Linked DNA regions of Canis lupus: region 2 is linked to region 1. A link is a contact called in public Hi-C data. All regions are on one chromosome and are shown on one strand. Each heading gives the region's core, a stretch centred on a gene start, on an enhancer-like site or on the middle of the called end of the contact. The rest is flanking DNA. Distances are from core to core; before and after follow the strand shown. Region 1 holds the start of SPESP1 (sperm equatorial segment protein 1). Region 2 overlaps NOX5 (NADPH oxidase 5).

The links. A called contact is a pair of places that touch in the nucleus more often than the background predicts.
Region 2: a Hi-C map of blood shows a contact between it and region 1, with 6 times the contacts expected there. The contact joins the enhancer-like site here to the promoter of SPESP1 in region 1. A contact is called at or near these places in 4 of 9 Hi-C or Micro-C datasets (amygdala, blood and liver).

Annotation. Positions count from the first base shown.
Region 1 is chr30:33,307,239-33,314,818 of UU_Cfam_GSD_1.0, reverse strand. SPESP1 (sperm equatorial segment protein 1) reads right to left here and starts at 4,500. Exons shown (of 2, transcript XM_038580824.1): 1 at 4,285-4,500. The coding sequence starts at 4,354. It overlaps NOX5 (NADPH oxidase 5), which reads right to left and starts at 4,425. Exons shown (of 20, transcript XM_038580823.1): 1 at 4,285-4,425.
Region 2 is chr30:33,390,885-33,397,798 of UU_Cfam_GSD_1.0, reverse strand. NOX5 (NADPH oxidase 5) reads right to left here. Exons shown (of 20, transcript XM_038580823.1): 5 at 5,716-5,922; 6 at 5,437-5,594; 7 at 5,383-5,435; 8 at 2,672-2,897; 9 at 1,236-1,389; 10 at 817-995. Among named protein-coding and RNA genes, the nearest start is that of NOX5, 84 kb to the right of the region's middle. Within about 2 kb of position 3,903, at least 11 of the 20 cell types and tissues checked have an H3K27ac peak or open chromatin away from gene starts, as enhancers often do. A contact at or near this core is called in blood and liver, where this site is marked.

The DNA of each region.
Region 1 (7,580 bases), core at 3,251-5,750:
AGAAGCAGGGAGCCCAATGCGGGACTCAATCCTGGGACTCCAGGGTCATGCCCTGGGCCGAAGGCAGGCACTCCACCGCTGAGCCACCCAGGTGTCCCTGAGATTTTATTTTTAAGTAATCTCTATACCCCCAATATGGGGCTTGAATTCACAACCCCAGATCAAGTCACATGCTCCACCAACCAAGCCAGCCACACACTCCAAATTTTCTTTACAAAAAGGGATACAAATTTTGTTCCAATAAAAAGTTAAAAACAAATTATTCCAGGAGTAATGTTAAAATTTAATTAGAATCAAACTCATGACTTTGAAATAGAGCTCTTTTAGTTCTGTTCAATAAAATGACCTAAATAACAATATCTGGTATGTATCCCAGGTATTTTGGTCTCTAATACTACGTTCTATCTACTGTCTCCTTGGAAGGATGGCCAAACCCATTCAGAATAGGGAAGATACAAAGTGGTAATGGGATAACCAGCTAATACCAGAAAAAAAGAAGTCTTTAAAAAAACAAATGAAATCTTATCAAAGGAACAGAAAGACAGTACTTTTTTCCGATAAAACATTTTAAGGACGGACTAGTGCAACTACTACGATGCCCCCCAAAAGCAACCCTCTGGACATTCACCTATTAGGTAACATGCTCCTCATTATCTAAAACATTAATGAAGTGTGTTATGGCCTTCCATCTACAGATCTGAGAGACCCTCCCAGTGCTATAGCCTTGGGCCTTGAAACAGTGTAAAGGGAAATTGCAACCTTAGTAGTGAATTTTATTTTTGAACTGGAGACAAAAGGTATCTGCTTTTCTTTTGAATGTATTTACCAACACATTTCAACAATTATTGCTGTTTGCTGTGTTACTACTCCCTTGCCTTTTGTGGTCTATCAGGACAAAGGCCTTCCTAAGGACAAATATATGCCAATAAACACACATAATTGAGTCTTCTTTAAACACCAATCTGGAGAAGCAAGTTAAGAGGTTTTCTTATATGAGCTTAAAACAATCCTGTATCATTAACTCTACTTTTGCTGACTGATTCAAAGAGATAATCAGGAAAAAACAATTTATTCATGAAATATTAAAAAAGAGCCCAAAAGCTAATATTTCACATTCTTGTGTTTGTAGCTTCAGGCTCATGAATATTTGGTGAATTAAAATTATAAAAGGCAAATTACATAATAGTATCCAAATATATAACTATTATGTAAATGATACTTTAGGAGGTTTTTTTTTTTTTTTTTAAAGCAACAAGAATTCTCATTAAGAAGTAAAGCAGAGGCACCTGGGTGGCATCTGCCTTCAGCTTGGGTCATGATCTCAGAGTCCTGGGATCAAGCCTGAATTGGGCTCCCTGCTCAGTGGGGAGTCTGCTTCTCCCTCTTCTTCTGCCCCTATCCCCACTTGCATTTGCTCTCTCTCTCAAATAAATAAATAAAATCTTTAAAAAAAAAGAAGTAAAGCAAGTCATACACTGCATATACATTAAAGAGGTATCATTTTTAAATTTGGAAAATATTTAAAACCAAAACTATGGAAAAATCAGATATAAGAAAATTAACTGAATGTATATAAACTTAAGTATATAGTAAAAGAGTGTTTATCCAGCACCATCAGGCTGTGTATGCATGTACAGGAATGTAGACTGCTGTATACCCAAGCCTTATTCATATCCAACTGAATTTAGATTAAGCCAGTACTAGCTAAACTTGGGTTGAGCTTATTAGAAAGGTATGGACAATTAAAAGAAGTACCGAGGTTTTCAACAAATATAATTACTTAATACCCATGATCTCTGTATAAGATAACCTTAAAGCTTAGCATGCTAGAAAAAAAAGTCAAAGCTGCAGTTTTCATTATAAAAAGCTATGTGGAGCATTTTTTATATGATTCTTTTGCCAACAAATGTTGGAATAGTGGCCATGTAACATAAGGAAAATCTCTTTTTTTGAAAAAGATTCTATTTATTATTCATGAGAGACACAAAGAGAGACAGCCAGAGACACAGGCAGAGGGAGAAGCAGGCTCCATGCAGGGAGCCCTACGTGGGACTCGATCTTAGGTCTCCAGGATCACACCCTGGGTTAAAGGCAGACACTCAACTGCTGAGCCACCCAGGCGTCCCAAGAAAAATCTCATTTAAATCAAACATAAGGATAAGCCTGGTTTCTCTTGGTGTACTTATTCCAATAAATAAATAAAATTACTTAGAAAAAAGAATTAGAGAAAGTACCCATACTAACATTGCCCTACATATCTCTTAATACACTTCTGTGGAAAAGAAGTAAATTACATTTTCAAGATGTGTTCTATGAACTGTATATATATTTTCCTTCTGTCTTGGGTCATCTACATATTTAACACAAAACTGCCCTTTTTTCTGAGAAGTATCTTTTAATTTCCTGCAAGCCTTAAGAAAGCTTAAGGAAGAGGGCACAAAGAAAAGAATTGGCCATGAAATGATGCACTTAGGCAGGAGACTGCACTGACTCAAGTGAGGATCCAGCAATCCCAGAGTGTACTATGTGACAGTAATTTTTTTAAAAAGATTTATTTATTCATGAGAGATGCAGAAAGAAAGGCAGAGAGAACAGGCAGACAGAAAAGCAGGCTCCATGCAGGGGGCCCGATGCGGGACCATGCGAGACTCGATCCCAGGACCCCAGGACCCCGGGATCACCACCTGAGCCAAAGGCAGATGCTCAACGGCCGAACCACCCAGGTGCCCCTTGTGACCGTATCAATGTCACTTCAACTAAAGTCTCCATACATGTCAGTCAGTTGTGACTCACTGATCTACAGCTACCAAAAATGCAATAACTGAGGTTAGTAATAACGACCATCAGACATCAAGAAAGGTGTCATCTTCGGGGTGTCTGTTTCTTTACGGTAAAGAAGAAACATTTTACAAAGCCATCTCTAAAACAATCTAACAGTCGTTAAGTGCTGGTGTTTAAAGGGCTAACTTTGGTTCTCTAGGACACTTTATCCAGAATTTTTCTCACTACCAGGAATGATGCAGGTTGTGTTGCATTTTCATTTTTAATAAAAGATTTTATTTATTTATTCATGAGAGACACAGAGAGAGAGAGAGAGAGAGGCAGAGGCACAGGCAGAGGGAGAAGCAGGCTCCATCCATGCAAGGAGCCCGACGTGGGACTCGATCCCAGGTCCCCCATATTTTCATTATTTATTTATTTATTTATTTATTTATTTATTTATTTTATTTTATTATTATTATTTTTTATTTTCATTTTTTAAATCTAAGTTTTAACCAAGACCTTTTCACAAATTCTGAAACGCAGCGCTTCCTAACCGGCACGCTCCTTGGTACTTTTTTCACACCTACCTGTCAAACCTTTTTTCCGGTTAAACCAACCCCAACGCTACTAAATTGTCACCATGGACTAGACGGACGAGCCTCTGGGCTCAGGGTCAGTCCTACGTGAAACAACAGGTACGGGACACTCCACGTAAAACACCGCCTCACGTCCGCACGTTAACGGAGTAGCCGCGGCCGGCTTTGATTTCTGACCTTTACTGGTTTTCGGGAACAAGTCCTCTTATTAAAGTTTCACTTCCGCTTAAATGAATGAGGCTGTGAATGCCGCGTGCACTGGAGGAGGAGCCGCAGGAGCGCCTAATGGGGTAACGGGGTCGGTGGGTGCCCTCGACAGGCACCACGATCCACACGCTCTCCACGTTTTACCACAGCGGGTAAGGACAGACCGTTTTTGTTTTTGTTTTTTTCTTTTCTCCTCTTTTTTTTTTTTTTTCCTGTAAAAGGTCAGACAGGGTCAAGTTCTTGAGGCTTTGCAGGCCACCCCGTCTGTCTCTGGGCCAGCGACCTAATTCTGCGGCTGTTCACGCGGGAAAGCAGCCGTGGGCAAGTCCTGAAGGGAACGAGCGTGGCTGTGTCCCAATAAAACTTTATCTGTCAACTGGAAATGTCATAAGTTTCCCACGTGTCTGGAGGCATTACATTTTTGTGTGCACCTTTAAAAATGTAAAAAAAAAAAAAAAAAAGAAAGAAAGAAAGAAAAAAACCCACCACTCGGCTCGCAGCGTGCAGAGCCCCCCGCCCCCCCGTTTTGTCCCACGTGCAGAGACTCTGGCCAAAGGGGGCGAGAGGTCAACCGCAGGGGTCACGGGGGGTCACAGCTCCAGGTACCCCGCGTGTCAGGCCCGGGCCCCGCCCCTTGTAGGGCCCCGGGGGGCGGCGGGGCTTCCCTCAGAGGCGTCCCCTGTGCCGCCGCCGCCGCCGCCGCCGGGCGCTCACTCACTCGGATAGGCCGGCACGGACGAAGGCCAGAGCAACAGCGCTGCTACGAGGACCAAGGACTTCATGGGCATCGTCCGCAGCACTCCGCCATGCGACGGGAACGTCCTGGGCCGCCGGGCCGGGTACCTCAGCACCGAAACGAGGGGGCGTCTGCGGCGACCGTCGCCGCCTCGGGGCCGTCGGCGCCCTGCAACGGTTGCCCCCAGCGCGCAGGCGCAGCCAGGGTGGGGGAGGGGAGCGCGAGCGGCGCGCGGGGGGCGGGGCCACGACGCTCCGCCCACGCCGCGGTGCGCATGCGCGCTCGACCTCGGCGGCGCGCGCGGCTGCGAACGTCCAGCTGCGGGAGCGAGTCCTGCAGCTGCGGGGTCCGGGATGCGCTGGGGAGCACGGAGGAGGCGCCCGCGCCCCAAAGACCGCGGGGAGGAGGCTCCCCGCACGGGGGAGAGCTGGACGCTCCCCGCAACAACCGGAAATAGTCCCGCCTAATTGCAGCCAAAGGCGGGGGGAAGTGGTGGTGGTGGTGGTGGTGCAGGTGTTGGAGGGGAGGGAGGAGAGCTGCGTAGGCATTAAAGCCGCGTTCAGGGGCTTGGGTTTGTTTTGCTTTTTCCAAAGTTCTCCCCCCTCCCTACTCCCTCCTCCTTTTTTAAAAGACAAAGTCTGGAGACAAGCTATGGTGAATAGGTCTGCGGTTGTCTGGGCTTAGGGATGGGGGAGAACGTGGCTATAAAAGGATAGGATGAGGGTGTGGTTTGGAGCGGCAGAGAGTTGTGGCCTCAGACTCTTCGCAGGTGTTAAAGTGCACAGAACGACACCACCGAGAATAAATTTCACGAGAGGAGAATATCCGAAAGTTCGTGCGCACCCGTATCTCTGCTTCAGGAGGCAAAAGGGCATAGGTTCTATGCTGCGGCAAGGGGGAGATCCTGCAAGGTCTAAAGCTGGGGGAAAGGTGTGATGAGATTTGCATTTCAGAAGGGTCTCCTTGCTGGGTCGAGGATGGGTGGGAGGGAAGGAAGCGGGAGGAAGAGGCGGGGAGCCAGGGGAGAAGATTGTTCCAGGATTCCAGGCGGGAATTGACGACGGAGACTGGGCACATGGGGCCAGCGGAAAAGAGATTGAGAGACTGGGAAATTGTCTGAATGTGAGCCCCGAGGGAGAAGGAGATCATGCTCATTTTTCTGGCTTGAGCGCCTTGCATGTGGTGTGAGACGGGGAATACAGGAGTTGTGGGTGATGGAGGAAGAGTTTAGTTTTTTAGTTTTTTGGTTTTTTTTAGATTTTATTTATTTATTCATGAGAGACATAGAGAGAGAGAGAGGGAGAAGCAGGCTCCATGCAGGGAGCCTGATGTGGGGCTCGACCCCGGGTCTCCAGGATCAGGCCCTGGGCTGAAGGCAGGTGCTAAACCGCTGAGCCGCCTGGGCTGCCGGAGAAGTTTATTTTTAACATAGTTCTGTTGAGACGGGCTTGGGGCCTCCTACTGAGGGAGCCTATCCAGTGAGCCCAAAGATGTGGGGCTCTAGAGACAGCTGAGATGAAGAGGAAGATGTAGGAGGCATCAGCATCTAGAAGGGGGGAATGTGTGGGATTGCCCGGGCAGAGCTTTGAGAGGTGAAGTCCCTTGGGCCTAGTCAGATGCCTGGAAAACATGGCAGGCCAGAAGGAGGAGGATGGACTTGCAAAGGAGATGTAAAGTGGGGAGAGGAAAAGCAGGAGAGAATGGAAGCTTTGTGGGAGAGGAGTTTAAGGCTGTCCCATGCCTCTGAGAAGTCAAACAAGAGAACTTCCATTAGCAACAGGATCCTTGACAGAAGCAGTTTCAGTGGACTGGTTTGGGCAGAAGCCAGACCACATGAGTCAAGGAATGATTAAGAGCTGAGGATATGGTGTCAGCTAGTACAGACAGTTTTTTCAAGGTTGATGCAGGAGTCTTGGGTGTGCCCTCCCAGTGCGCTAGCAGCCGTCTAGAATAAATACTTACAACTATTTGAAAAGCAATTTGGAATATATGCCAAAAGCCTTAACATAATATACATACTATGATGTAAATGATATAACATAAATGTAGTGGGGTATATGTCCGAAAATAGCCAGAATGGATCATCGTCTATAATTAAAAAAAAAAAAAAAAAAAAGAGAATGGTATAAAGTTTTTTTCTAAATAAATGTTCCAAAATATTGTCAGAATATTGGGCAACTAGAGGCGCCTGGGTGGCTTGGTTAAGCATCTACCTTCAGCTCAGGTCATTATCCTGGAGTCCTGGGATCAAGCCCCAGATCAGGCTTCCTGCTCAGCAGGGAGTCTGCTTCTCCCTCTGCTGCTCCCCCTGCTTGTGCTCTCTCTCAAATAAAAAAGTAAAATTAAAAAAAATTTAAAAAAGAAAAAGAATACTGGGCAAGTATTAAAATGGTGTTCATGAGGTATATTCAGTTTGTGTGGAGGTCTTTCCACCGTAGTGGGTTATATTTGAGGTATTACCTGAGGTCTTACCCTCCCTGGGCTTCCTTGTCCCACTACCTTTCATTCCATCACTGAGGTATCAGTGGTCACCTTAAGGAAAGAAATGAGATTGGGTGGAAAAGGGGAGATTTTGAAGGAAGAATTTTTCTTTTTTACTCTTAATTTTTTTCTTATCCCTTGAATTTTTTCAAACAAAATTGTATTATGTATTATGCATTTTTCATGTAATGAAAAATAAAAACTTTTTACAAAATCTAGAAGCTTGGAGAAGTAATGGTAAAAGTAATATGCATCTTATGCCTTCATGCTTTCTCCTGCTGATTTCATTGAAAAAAAATTTTTTTTAGAGAGGGTGAAGGAGGGAGAGATGGAAAGAGAGAGAGAATCTTGAGCAGGTTCCATGCCCAGTGTGGAGCTCAATGCCAGGCTCAATCTCAACTCTGAGATCATGACCTGAGCTGAAGTCCAAGAGTCAGATATTTAACCAACTAAGCCACTGAAATATTTTTAAAGCGAGTAATTTCTACCCAAAAAATTGTATTTGGCCCTTATCTGTGCTTCACTTCTGGACTCTGTAACTGTTCTGATACTTGATCACACAGTATCATTTAATATTATATGATTTTTTTCCTCAGGGATATATTGTATCATCCCTTAATGGTGGTTCTTATGCTTCTCCATTTCACACAGCACCTTATTGGTGCTCAATAAAGCCTAACATAACAGTTCATGCTCTTCAACCTAAAGGAAGAGACACCAACCCGTCCTTCCTCTGAGCCTCCCAGACCTATTAAAATCCACTTGTGTTTCAAGGCCCAAATGCCACATCTGCTAGA
Region 2 (6,914 bases), core at 2,654-5,153, 84 kb before region 1:
GGAGGCTGGGGATGGGAAGCTCTGGTGCTTCTTTATTCTGGGGGCTTGGCCCCGGGATAATAGAAGGGTTCCTGGTGCTTGCACCAAACATCTGAAACATCTGCCTAGGGATATCCTGGCTGAAGGGCTCAAGAGCATCAATGTCCCCATCACACTGACCCTTTTGGGTGGGTGGGTGGGGGGAGCAAGAAAAGAAAGACGGTAATTTCCTGGGCATGGAGAAGAAAGGGCAGAGCCGGAGTCTGAGTGCCTGAGCAAGTGGGAGGAGCGTGGGCCGGGCAATCACTGGTCTGAGTGTCAGACTTCTCGTTGGTCAAATAAGGATGCGGGTTCTCCCCTCAAAGCACTGCTGCTGGGGCTCTGAAAACGACTATCTGATGTGACCAGATCAGTCCAGGGGGCTCCAAACCAAATCTGTGACCTCCTGCATCTTGAGGACACTACACATGGGGAAGTGTCTGGAGCATCTGCGTGCCAGGGGAATAGTCAGTGGCTTTGCATATGTTATCTCATTTAATGCCTAAAATAACTTCATAGGTAGAGAATTATAGGTTCACTTGATAGATGAGGAAGCTTTAATCCAACTGGGCGGGGAGGGGGTGAGGGTGGGCACGCCAGCAAAAAGGCAGAGTCTTCCAGAACAACACAGCTTCCACTCGGCAGACATACACTACAACCCAAGGGCAGAACCCAAGGCACAGGCATGTGATGTGCAGAGTAGCCCGGGCACTTCCTGGGCTCTGCAGTAAATGAGAGGGGATGCAGCATGAAATGATGGGAGCCCAGCCTGGGATAGCAAAGGGCAAGGATGGACACCTCAAAGTGGCCGCTCCTTCTGATGCAGGAGCTGGAGCAGGCAAACATGAGAAGCAGTAGCAGCAGTAGTGCCACACCGGTCGGGGAGGCCAAGCCGTGGATCCAGCCAATGCCAGGCCTCGTCGTGAGCAGCAGTTCCCAAAACTGGAAGGGGCTGGCCTCGGCCTGAGCCTGGAGCGCTGGAGACAAATGCAAGACAAGCTCTTCCCTGTCCGCCTTTCCTCTGAGGGCCCCAGGGCTCCCCACCAGATTCCCCCCACAGGTAGGGACTTCCCTCCAGACCACCGGCTTAGGCGGGATACCGCTCCCCCCACCCCCAACCGGGTCTGCAGGACACACAGGGCCTGTGCCCTGTGTCCAGGGCTGGGGGTTTGTGAAAGGCTCATCCAGGGCCCCTCCCGCAGCCCCAGGCCACTCACCGAAGTTCACGATGTGGGCCACGGTGTGTACAAGGGAGAGCACAATCACCACATAGCCCACGAACTGGTGGAACTGGATGTTCTGATCCAGCGGCAGGACCTGAGCCAGCCACGTGGCCCGCAGCCATGTCAGGCAGCGCCTGAGCATCAGCACCTGGCAGGACACAGCAGCAGAGAGACCCCCTGGCTCTCTCCCAAACCCCCCACTCCCCCTTCCCCAGCAGCTGTCTCCCTGCCTCCCTCTGAGCTGGCTGTGCTTCCTGAACCGGTCCCTTCACCAGCTCCCCTGCCCCCCCAAGCCTTCCCTGCTCCCCTAAGTCCAGAGCTGAGGGTGTCCAAAGCACAGTCTCCGGGAACTGTGGCAGGATGAGAACAGGTTACAGGATGACTGCAGGTGTTACTTGTACCTAAACCCACGAGAAGCACATTGTGTCCACAGGGTGGACCCTCATATATCTGTACGTCAGCCCAGCACCTGTTATGTCTAGTTCTCGAGGTGTCCTGGAGGAACACCGGGTTTTTCCAAGGCCCTCCTTGCTCATTTGCTTTAACATATGTGAGCCCAGATATGTGGACTTGGTGATGACGTTGTCTGATTTTATTTTATTTTATTTTTTTATTTTTTTTTTCGTTGTCTGATTTTAGCCAAGCTAAACTGCCTCTCGCAGAAAGGACAAGTAGCTCAAAGAGTTTCCCTGCAGAGGAAGCGCTGATTCAAAGCAGTGTTAATAACTCAAGTGACCAAGCAAATGAGTCATGGGTCTCTAACCCTTGGTATGTAGCCAGGTCTGAGGATAAAAATAAAACCCACACAAGAGGCTGACATTATCAAGAAGAGTATGTGGACTAGAGATGTACATCCCTGATCATTAAGGATGATTCTTTCCTGATAGTTACCGCGTGCCCCGCGTCTGACGGCTACTGATAATAGGGCATGCACATCATCCGAAGGAAATATGTTGTGTCATTGGAAGGGTTTTTCGCTGTTTTAATTATAGGAGCACACAATCAAAAGATGCTTGGAGACCTCGCTCCCTGGCCCAGAGCATCATATTCGGATTAGCCTGTCACTCAAGGGCTCTTATCCCGGACTCCATCTGCTGGGCGCCCTGCACAGAAGCTGCCCATCTCCCCCTGGGGTCACCGCAGGATGTTGTGAACATCAGATGGGAAGGGCTTAGCACCCCCCCTGAATGTCCATAGTAATTGCACAAAAATGCCTGCTGTGTTTTACAGGCTGTGTGACCACGGACAAGTCACTGCCCCTCTCTGGGCCTCAGTGTCCACCGAGTGTTGACCTTCCGAGGCGCCCTCCCGCCCTGGTGCTCCAGGAGTCCACGTGTGGGTCCCTGCAGCCCTGAGGAACCTACATCAGCATCCCCACTCTCCCCACCCCACCCCGGCCACCTCTGGGCATCCTGCCCGCGGAGTCCTACCGCGATGAAGCTGCCGTCGAGGTTGAGGCACTGGCCGCAGCCCTTGGCCACCATGACGCTGGCGCCCCGGGCCCGGTGCTCGCTGGCCGCCAGCGCGAAGAGCAGCAGGTGGAGGCCCGCGAAGGCCGCCAGGCAGAGCAGGTGGCTGCGGTGGTTGTGCCAGTAGGCCCAGGTCAGAGCGCGCGGGCGGCGCGGGGCGGCGGGGGGCGTCAGCCAGTGGGCAGCGCTGCAAGGGACCGGCTGTGCTCAGGGCAGCTGCGGAGGGGAACGGGCCCCGGGGGCACCGAGGCACCCCACGCCCGCTGCCTTCCACCCACTCTCCGGGGCCTCGTGGCAAGCCGGCCGGCTTCCCGGTACACCCGGGAACAGAGAGGCCAAGCCACTGGCCCAGGGTCACACAGCTCGGCAAGGCCGAGATGGAACTCCCACCTGTCTGACGCTGCATCCGCCGCCGTTCTTATTACCTCCTTTACTTGCCAACCGAGGAGGGGGGGGAGTGATCCGAAAGGATGGAAGAGGGCAGCCCCCAAGGCCCAGCGGTTTAGCGCCGCCTTCGACCCAGGGCGTGACCCCGGAGACCCGGGATCGAGTCCCGCATCGGGCTCCCTGCATGGAGCCTGCTTCTCCCTCTGCCTGTGTCTCTGCCCCTCTCTCTCTCTCTGTGTGTCTGTCTTGAATAAATAAATAAAATCTTAAAAAAAAACAAAGAGGGATCCCTGGGTGGCGCAGCGGTTTAGCGCCTGCCTTTGGCCCAGGGCGCGATCCTGGAGACCCGGGATCGAGTCCCACGTCGGGCTCCCGGTGCATGGAGCCTGCTTCTCCCTCTGCCTGTGTCTCTGCCTCTCTCTCTCTCTCTCTCTCTCTCTGTGTGTGACTATCATAAATAAATAAAAATTAAAAAAAATAAAATCTAAAAAAAAAAAAAAGAAAGAAAGAATGGAAGAATCTGAGATATGTTGTGGTGGATAACCCACAAGTGAGTTAACACACCGAAAGAATCAACCGCGAGGGCTTGGAGTCAAACTTAGGTGTGTTGTTACCCTCTATTTTATTTTTTCCGCAGCCCTTACCTGTTTAGTGCCCCTCTAGTTTATGCGTCTGCTTATCGGCATTATAGACATTACCTATAAATCAGCCGTGCCTGCCCGACCACGTTGAATAAGTGTGTGCCTTTGCTAATTATTTGTGTGATCCTAGATAAGCTCCTTCAGGTGACGTGACTAATTTCCTTTTGGGCGTTGCTATAAAATGCACGGGTCTATTCGTAAAAATGCCCAGCCAATAGTGGGTGCTTAACACTGTGAAGTTGATTCTGAAAAGACACTGAAAACGGAGGCTTGACAACAGTTGCCCCGCACTACAGACCTTTGTCCCCTCTGAGAAAGCGGGTCAGGCTGGATGGACCTGGGCAGGCAGGATGCTGCCGGGCAGGGCAGGCGGCTGCGGGGCGGGGCTGGGCGGGGCTGAGCTGGACGCGGAGGGGCTGGGTGGGCGGGGCCAGGCAGGCTACAGCGGGGCGGGGATGGGCGGGGCCAATCAAGATAGGCGGGGAGGGGGGCGGGTCCAGGCAGGCTGCTGCGGGGCGGGGCTGGGCGGGGAGGGCGAGGCAGGGGTTTTGGCGGGGCTGAGCAGGACGCGGAGGGGCTGGGTGGGCGGGGCCAGGCAGGCTACAGCGGGGCGGGGCTGGGCGGGGCCAATCGGATAGGAGGGGCTGGTGGGCGGAGCCAGGCAGGATGAAGAGGGGCAGGGCTGGGCGGGGAGGGCGAGGCAGGGGGTTTGGCGGGGCTGAGCAACGCGGAGGGGCTGGGTGGGCGGGGCCAGGCAGGCTGCGGAGGGGCGGGGCTGGGCGGGGCCAATCCGGATAGGCGGGGAGGGGGCGGGGCCAGGCAGGCTGCTGCGGGGCGGGGCTGGGCGGGGCCAAGCAGGACGGGAGGGGGCTGGTGGGCGGGGCCGGGCCGGCTGCGGAGGGGCGGGGCTGGGCGGGGCCAATCAGGATAGGAGGGGCTGGTGGGCGGAGCCAGGCAGGCTGCTGCGGGGCGGGGCTGGGCGGGGCTGAGCAGGACGCGGAGGGGCTGGGTGGGCGGGGCCAGGCAGGCTACAGCGGGGCGGGGCTGGGCGGGGCCAATCGGATAGGAGGGGCTGGTGGGCGGAGCCAGGCAGGATGAAGAGGGGCAGGGCTGGGCGGGGAGGGCGAGGCAGGGGCTTTGGCGGGGCTGAGCAACGCGGAGGGGCTGGGTGGGCGGGGCCAGGCAGGCTGCGGAGGGGCTGGGCTGGGCGGGGCCAATCCGGATAGGCGGGGAGGGGGCGGGGCCAGGCAGGCTGCTGCGGGGCGGGGCTGGGCGGGGCCAAGCAGGACAGGAGGGGGCTGGTGGGCGGGGCCGGGCCGGCTGCGGAGGGGCGAGGCTGGGCGGGGCCAATCAGGATAGGCGGGGAGGTGGGCGGGTCCAGGCAGGCTGCTGCGGGGCTGGGCGGGGCCAAGCAGGACAGGAGGGGTGGGAATGGGCGGGGCCATGCGGGATGGGCGGGGCCGGGCAGGCTGCGGAGGGGCGGGGCTAGGCGGGCTGTTGCGGGGCGGGGTGGGGCGGGGCGGGGCCAGGCAGGCTGCGGAGGGGCGGGGCTGGGCTGAGGGATCCCCGAGCGTTCAGACCAGCCTGCGCAGCTGGAGCGGCACCTGCACGCGGGCGGTACCCACGCGGGACGCAGAGCCGCACCTGATGGTCAGGTTCTCCATGACCCCGGGGAAGCGCTGCAGCTCGTCCCGCAAGCTCGTCGAAGGTGATGGCGCCGTTGCAGTCCTTGTCGGCCGACTCGAAGAGCGCCAGCGTCAGCTGGTCCAGCTTCTCGTCGGGCAGCGAGATGGCGCTCTCGCGCATGCACGACCGCAGCACGGTGCGCAGCTCGTCCGCGTCGATGGAGCCGCTGCCTGTCCCAAGTGGGGATGCAGCCGAGTGAGGACGTGTGCTGGGCCCCACTCTGTACCTGCAGATCCCCCCCTGCCGTGCCCAGCCTTTGCGTGCGGTGGTGAACCTTCCCTATGCGCCCACCTCCGGTTTTCTGCCAACCAAGTCCCTTTTGGGGTATAGACCAGGCAGTCAAAGTACACAATGTCATCCTTGGCTCAGAAACGTTGCGTGGCTCCCTACTGTCCTGCTCAGCAGAGATAAACTCCTGCCCAAACATGGAGAATCTTAGTGCATGCCTTTCTCCAGAATCTACAGCCTCCTTTCTAAGTACTGAGCTTCCAAGACCATCTGCACAGAAGAGAACATTTGCTTGATTAATCTGTAAGGAGCTAGGTGCCTAGAGCCTCAATTATCCAGAGGCAAATTGTACATGGGTTGGTGGTGAAGGAATTTCCCTTTTGTTCTCCAGCTTGTAGCAGAATTTGCTCTTCCATGTTGTCCTGAGAGGTCAGAGCTGGGTACCCACGTCTGGCCATGTGACCTTACATGCACATGAGGGACCAAAGGTGTGATGGGAAAAGGAAGCCAAATCTACCCACTGAGATGAGATTGGGGGCGGGTTTTTTTGTTTTGTTTTGTTTTGTTTTTGTATATATTTCCATTCTTCATAAGCAGCAGAGCCTGTGATTAATGAGTTCTTGGCGTGATTTGGTGCGGACACACTTGAGGTAGCTTCCTGTTTCTGCCCCTTACTAACTGATGGTGGGCTGTAAGTCCTATGGAAGTGAACCTTACTTTGCTCATCTATAAAATGGAGATAATAATTCGTCCCTTTCAGAACTGGCTCAAGAAAAAAAAAAAAAAAGAACTGGCTCAAGGACAATTGATAATTATAAAGCACTTATTGCAGTATCTGGAAAAAGGTAGTTGCATATACATGGAAAGTCGTATTGGTACCGTGATCACCATGAAGGCCCAAGCCAAAGTCCGTAATCACATGACAGGGAAGAGTCGAATGTACCACTCTCCCATCACATGTCCTGTCCTTCAGCTCGCCTGGTCAAGAGCCAGCACGCAACAGGTTTCTAACTGCAGCCAGAGCTCCAGTTCCTCCCCAGCTCCCTTCATATCATCTCAGTGGTCCAGCTTTATTCACTCATTGGCTAATTTCAAATCCAGGATTCCTCTTCACTATTATTCTCATACACACATTCCTCTCCCTTGTCCCACTATCCTATTCCAGCAACCTAAACATATCCCATCCCTGAGTGAATCTAGCCACCTGTTCTCTCCCTTCCTGCACCAGGGCAGCTAATAGAACATTTTTGCAGAAAAGCACC